Linked DNA regions of Rattus norvegicus: region 1 is linked to region 2. Evidence: chromatin contacts called from public Hi-C data. All regions are on one chromosome and are shown on one strand. Each heading gives the region's core, a stretch centred on a gene start, on an enhancer-like site or on the middle of the called end of the contact. The rest is flanking DNA. Distances are from core to core; before and after follow the strand shown.

Region 1 (3,655 bases), core at 411-2,910, 33 kb before region 2:
TCAACTACAGATAATTAAATACAACAAAACTCAGACATAAATGCATTTGGCGGGGTGGGCTGCGGGGGAGACGGCTCAGCTGTTCGAGTGCCTTCCAGTGAGCATGGGGAAGCTAAACACCCATGTACAACACCAGACATGCAACGCTGGCATAACTGAATCAGTGGGTGAGCTCCAGCTGTGCCCATTGAGGGACCTTGTCTCAAAAACGAAGACGGAGAGTAGTTTTTAAAAAGACCTCTGGGGTTGGGGATTTAGCTCAGTGGTAGAGCGCTTACCTAGGAAGCGCAAGGCCCTGGGTTCGGTCCCCAGCTCCGAAAAAAAGAACCAAAAAAAAAAAAAAAAGAAAAAAAAAAGACCTCTGGTGTATACACATACGCTCACGCACACACATGCAAGAACAAATGGAGGAAGGAAGGAAGAGGAAAGGCATATTACTTCTCTCAGGACCATGACCAAATCTCTGACAGAAAGAAACTTTTAGAAAGGAAGGATTTATTTTGGCTGTGGTTTGAAGGAAATGTAGTCTATCATGTGAGAGAAGACATGACAGAAAGCTTATGGTCACATCGTGTCCTCAGTCACGGAGCAAGGAGATAAATGTTCCTATTCAACGAGCTTTCTCTTTTAACCTTTTATTCAGTCTGGGCCATAGCCCACATCCAAAGTGGGCCTTCCTTCCGTAGGTAAATCTCCCTGAAAACACCCTCACAGACACATTCAAACATATGTTTCCTAGATGATTGTAAATCCAGTCACGTGGACAATGGCAGAAGACCTCCCTGAGAGAGCAGTGTCTGAGCAGAGACTTTGAGGACTGGAAGAAGCAACCTGGAAGTCTCAGTTGCTCCAAACCCGTGGACAGCAAACAAAAGCTGGGTGTAGAGGCCCAGCAAGGAAGAATTTGCTGAGAGCAAAATGAGTGATGGGCAATGTCATTTAAGAGGACACCAGAGAGTTGAGGTAAAAGAAGGGCAAGATGACAAGGTGATAGAAGAAATCCCAGAAGGATGTGAGCAAAGGCACGGCTAATCAGAAAGGGCTGGCTCACGAGGGGGAAGCCCAAGCCCCTTCCCACTGCACCCAGTGGGGCGGGCAAGAAATCAGGCCAGCAGGTTAACTAATTCGCAGTCAGAAATGGAAGGCCTAGAAATGGACAGTTGCAGTCCAGTTTCCTGAACTTTGTGGTCCCTTGAGCCCTTTGATGTCAGGTAGCAGACTGGAGACGAACCCACAATAAGGATCACTTAGCTGTATAGTGCACATCTTTCCAGCTTACTATTTTAATACTGTAAAGGATAACATTTCTTAAATACCTTAGGGTATTTAAGATTTTTTTTTAAAGCCAAGAGCTGTTCACAATAAATAACTCCTGTTACTCACAAATTGGTTTAGGAGATCAAAACATGTTTCTAAAAGCGTCCAGATAATATTACTACTTAATGTATGCCAAGGAGTGAGATACCGGAGGCCCAGAAGCTGAAGGGATAGACACCCTGTGAAGTCCGCCCCTTCCTCCACCTCCGTGCAACAGCTAGTTTGAGGTAATAAAGGACCCCATGCCTACGTGTTGAAGTCTTGGCTCCACGGCTCTCAGAGCGAAACCAACTATCTCTTTAAGAAGGAAAGTGAAGACGGGAGGTTTACGCAGCTGCCGGCGAGCTTCCGACTGGCTCATCCCCTCCATCCACCTCTCCTCCCCCGCCCTCCACCTCTCCCTCCCCCCAGCCCCAGCCCCAGCAAGCACCCGCTAGCCACCTTCAGCTGGGGCTCGGGAGAGCAATCCTGCTACCCTCCCGGGGCAGCCTAAACCATGGAAGCCTTCGCAGGTGATGACAAGGACCCCGGGGACCTCCGGGCCCACCGCCCAGCCTCACCCGCCGCACCCAGGAGTGCAAGTGCGGGGGTGCGGGGCGCCGGCCAAGCACTGGAACTGCCCTAGCCCGCGGCGGGCAGCGTGTCCTCCGAGCTTGCAGGCTGCGGCTACCGGCGCTCACCCGCCCCTGTCTCTCTCTTCCCCACCGCCGCAGGTTGCTGATCATCGTCAGGCGGCTGCTGCAGCGACTGCAGAGGCGCTGCGCCAAGCTGCGCCGGAGTCGTGCGAGCCGGCGGGACTGCGGAGGGCGAGTGGACCCAGGTGAGGAGGCCGCGGCGGGGCTGGAGGGGGCCTCTGTGGCTCCGCGGCCGCCGGGGACAGCTTGAGACCGCTTGCTGCGGCGCGATCCTGTAGGGGCACCAGCCGAGGAGGGGATTAACGTGACTCATCCCTAGCCTCCCTCCATCCCCCTACATCCTCGTAAGCACCCCTCTCCCTAGCGTGAAATTTACTAATTAATTAGAGGATGCTGATTTCAGTAGGGAAGACGCCCAGGGTCTTCTTTAACATCTAGTAGGTGGGTTTTAGGGAACTAACCCCTCGCCCTTCCTGTTTGTTTTTCTCTTCTGGCATTCTGCAAACATGTGAGCTTCTCTTTGGAACCGCACACCCACCCCAAGGTCAAGCGTCAACGACTGCCTTCCTATCTTGCCCACTGAAAAACATCAGAGCCCTGCAGTAGATCTGGTAGAATTTCCCATGATCCCTAGAGTGGGAAATTTGCCTCAGTCTCCCTGGAGCTTCCGTGGTATATATTGTTTTCTCTTTCCACTCCCTAGCAGGGAGCCAGACGGCTTGCAACACCTGCCAGCCTGAAAACTCCCCACATTCCCCTGCCTCAACTCTGCAGGGGTGGAGAGCCTGCTGGTCACGTGCCGCCTGTTTCCTTAGCCTTCTCTGCCCAACTTGGGGTACAGACTTGGGTGGGTTGGAGGAGTTTCCCAGAAAATGCTAGTCTCTGTAAGTCGAGGGGTGTAAGGAAGTAAGAGAACCTGAGGTTCTGGGCCTTAACTTGCTGGTTGGCTCCAAGTAGCCATCTTACTATTTTTTGGGTGTGGGTGTCTGTCTGCTTGTCTGTTCTGTGCCGGAGCTGGGCTAGATGAACCGTACAATTTCAATATATCACTTGAGCGTGGCTTCAATAACTCTGGAGACTTGTCTATTAAAACCATTCAAGTTTAGGCCCTTGAAATAATTGGGGTCCCCTTGGTTATTCCCTTTTGACTTTGGATTTCTAGAGTGAAATGTTGACCTTGTGGGTCTCACCACACTGGAGGCATCAGAGGATTCTTTGGGGAATACCCCGCGCCCTGACAGTTACTTCCCTTCCCCAAGCCTTAACTCCCTCACTTGTGAACCTGGGAGAAGGGTACCTGCCTTAGAGTGTTAAGGGTGAGATGAGATTCATATGGAAGCTCTTGCGATAACAGCTTGAGACACACAGTAGGTTTTCAAGGATTCAGCATTTGAAGGCAAATTAGGAGAGAGGGGAGTTCTTCTTACCCCACCAGATTCTTGCAGAGCAATCAGGGGATGAAAGCATTTCCATCACAGGAGCTGTGACAGTTGTAGCAAATGATGGTTGCCTGCAGTCATGTATAACCCAGCCATTGGCTTGGAAGACCCTGTCATCCATGGGCGGCATCCCACAGGAACAGAAGCACATGGGTCTTGAGCGCTGGCAGAGAGCAGGAACCAGGCTCGCAGATCTCAATCTTTGCCTCCCCTAGAATAATCTCTTCTGAGACCGAAGGAAGAAAGTCACGTTCTGGGGCCCGT
Region 2 (3,228 bases), core at 445-2,944:
CCAGTCCCGTTAACTCAGAGAAGATCAGTGTTTTCCCCCCCAGTGGTACCATGCCAAAGAGGAGAAGACAAGGTGTATATGGGCATTGTCTCAGGCTCTGCGAATGCAGATGTGCTACAGATGTGGCATGTGCTAAGTTATGGTCTGGACATAGTGGACACACACATGAAATACAGAGTCACCTGGAGGGCAGGTAAAGGAATGTTGTGGGTCCTTGAAGACCAGGACATTAGAACCAGGTGCTGATGGGGTGGCCTATTTGCTGGGTGCTGGAATACAAGTAGGAAGTGAAAGGTTTGGGGGACCTGCAGGCTTTGGATTTGGCCTCCTGTCTCCAAGGCTTAACTTTTTCTTTGCCATCAAATGGACCTAATAATCCAGAAATATCAGCGAATGGGTTTGCAGACTGCCCGTGTATCCTGGACCACAGTGAGGCCTGAGGGTTATGAACACAAGAGGACAGGTGTGTTCTGACTGCAGTCCCACAGTCAGACTGCTCCTTCTCAGTAGAGAGACGTCATCTGTGTTCAGTGATAGCCACAGCCACTAAAGCCACAGACCTCAGGTGTTTCCACCAAGGTGTGGATGGTAGGGAAATAGTCATGTGTAAGACATGTGCCCAGCCTCGGGCTTCCGATCTGCATCTGGAAAAGCCTGAAAGTGGAAGCTTCCAGACTTGTCTATTACGAACAGTTTTATAACACATCTCCCATCTGAAGCCCCTGGCACACCCCAGGGGCTCAAACCCCAGGTCGAGCACCCATGGAGAAGTCCTGTAGCCCAAAATGGAGGGCTGCAGCCTCGAGGGGACAGGACACATCACCTAAGGGCCTCACTGCAGTCAGGCTGTCTCTGATACGTACGATCACATGCTTCTAATTTTGGATGAACACACCACAGAGAAAGTGGGGAGAGGGAGAGGGAGAGGGAGAGGGAGAGAGTGAGAGACTCTAGAAACTATAAACATGTATTGAATGTTATCTTGGGAAAACGTCCATGAAAGCAGCTGAGAACATTCAAAGCCCCCACTTGACTGTAACCCTCGTCCTTACCAGTTTAATGTTGTCTTCTTCATCTCCTGCCTCATGCCAGGCTGAGGACTCTCTCTCAGGTCTCTCTCACAGGTCTGTGTCCAGCTGTCAAATCCCTTGCAGGGCAGGACGACAGCCACAGTCTAAATGGAGGATGCTATACGGCTTCTTCTCTTCTGAAGAGGTCTTAACCCAAGTTGGGAGAGCCTAGGCCTCTGCAGATGTGCTACAGATGTGGCATGTGCTAAATTATGGTCCCTTTGCCCCATGCCAAGTGGAAGAGAGGCCGAATGACCTGGTTTCTCTCTCTTTTGCCTCCTTCCCTATAACACTTTGCAGTCTACAGTAAATACGACATAGCGTCTTGCGTGAAACTGTAAACCTGCCTTTAACGTGACCACTTCCACAGTGGGTCTCCGTGGGACCTATCTTTTCTGGCCCTATGGAGTGTCTATGCTGAGCCTAAGTGCTCCTAGCCTCTGAAGCATCAGGGTGTTACGGCTGCAGACCCAGTCTCCAGTGTAAGGGAACACTCCTGGGGTTTGAAACCAAGAACCAACTAGGGCAGATCCTGCAGCCAGGAAGCTGTGGGTGGAACCGTCTGGACCACAGTCTGTTATGGAATCAGGGAGCTCTCCTTCCTAGTAAAGCCTTGGCCAGCCCTCCATCCTGGCTCTAGCGGCCCTCTGAGTAGAGACTCCTCCAGAATGGTGTGGTATGACACACTGTATCAGTTGCAGAAGGTACCCAGTCAGCTGTCATTCAAGACCCTGCTGCTAGTTGTCCACATGTGTCTCTCACATGCCCCAGAGCATAGGTGTATAACATGGTGGGTATCCTGGACCAGGCAATTGCCTGTAAGGGCAATGCGAAGTTGGTGTATGTACACATAGGAGGACATGCAGGTGTACAACACCTGAGACACCCTGAATTTCTTAAGAAGAAGGATCGGCCAGACCTCCCAGTCTGTAATGCAAACCTGTATGCTCCCAAAGGAAGGTAAAGAGAGTGCATCAGGGTGTCTGCAGACAATGGCCTTGACTTCACGCCTGTCTGCCCTCCCCATTCCTGTCCCTATGCTAGATAGGCCGTCAGCTGCAGGGAGAAGAGTGTCTCCTCCTAGGAAGAAGTTACCTCCTCTGTAAGTGAGTCCTCATCCTCCAGGCCTTCTTGGAACCTGCCCTTGCCCCCTGTTCGTTCTGCAGCCCGGGCTCAGGACGCATGAGACTGCATGTTTGAGCCAGCCTCTCTGAAGTGAATGTGTGTTCACAGGACAAAGGCTTCCCTGAGCCTTCTGCTGCAGGGAGAGCCCACACATGGTGTCATAAAGCACTTAGCACACACAAGCCTCAGAAGAGGTCCCTTTTCCCTAAGCAGAGGAGCCTTTGAGTCCCTATCCTACACTCAGAGGAGCTTCACTAAACTCTCCTGGCAGAAGGCTGTCTTTTGCACCTTCACGGCCCATGCAGGAGGGCTGGTGGCACAGGCTGAGCTGAATGGAGTTAGGCTGGAGGCCCCTGCTCCCTGACCCTGCCCTACACCCAGCCTGCCGTCTTCCTCCCCCACCCCCCTCTGATGGACGCACCCTTGCAGGCGCTCCATGAAGTACACACTCTGCAGTGACAACCATGGCATCAAGCCTCCCACCCCAGAGCAGTACCTGACTCCACTGCAGCAGAAGGAGGTTTGTATCCGGCACCTGAAGGCCCGGCTCAAGGACACACAGGACCGGCTCCAGGATCGGTGAGTGGCAGGCAAGGGAAAGCCCTGGGGACACCCACCAGCTCCAGCCTGAGCAGAGCCAGGGCCCTGGGGTATCGCCCTTACTCCATCTATCTGAACCCTCCTCTCAGCAAAAACTCATTTGGACACATCTTTAGAGGCTTTAGCCCCCAAACTCCCTTGACTGCTCTAGGCAGGTGCTTGGGATCAGTGGGAAGGGGTCCCTAAAAGGGCTAGACTGTCACACCCCTTACCATAGCCCTGCAGCTCCTTTAAGTGGCAACTTCTCCCCTGGATCCTATCTTCCCAAGTTGCTGAACCAGAGTGTATCTGACTTTTTATCCCCAGGGGTGAGAAACAGCCTTTTAGCGCCCCCCCCCTTCTCTCTATACAGAGACATGGGTTTCAGCGTGAGACAAAGGTGTCTCAGCCTGTCAGCCTAGGCCCAGAAGCCTTCCTTCATGCCCACTTCCTT

Evidence for each region. A called contact is a pair of places that touch in the nucleus more often than the background predicts.
Region 1: a contact with region 2 is called in a Hi-C map of prefrontal cortex, with 1.7 times the contacts expected there. The contact joins the promoter of Snph here to the enhancer-like site in region 2. A contact is called at or near these places in 2 of 12 Hi-C or Micro-C datasets (frontal cortex and prefrontal cortex).

The regions. Positions count from the first base shown.
Region 1 is chr3:160,597,733-160,601,387 of GRCr8, reverse strand. It overlaps Snph (syntaphilin), which reads left to right and starts at 1,660. Exons shown (of 6, transcript NM_001106525.3): 1 at 1,660-1,829; 2 at 2,031-2,137. It overlaps Snphl1 (syntaphilin like 1), which reads right to left. Exons shown (of 2, transcript XM_039106658.2): 1 at 3,380-3,655; 2 at 1,742-2,224. The coding sequence starts at 3,542. The coding sequence ends at 1,761.
Region 2 is chr3:160,565,112-160,568,339 of GRCr8, reverse strand. Snph (syntaphilin) reads left to right here. Exons shown (of 6, transcript NM_001106525.3): 5 at 2,625-2,774. Among named protein-coding and RNA genes, the nearest start is that of Snphl1, 28 kb to the left of the region's middle. Within about 2 kb of position 1,694, at least 10 of the 93 cell types and tissues checked have an H3K27ac peak or open chromatin away from gene starts, as enhancers often do. A contact at or near this core is called in prefrontal cortex, where this site is marked.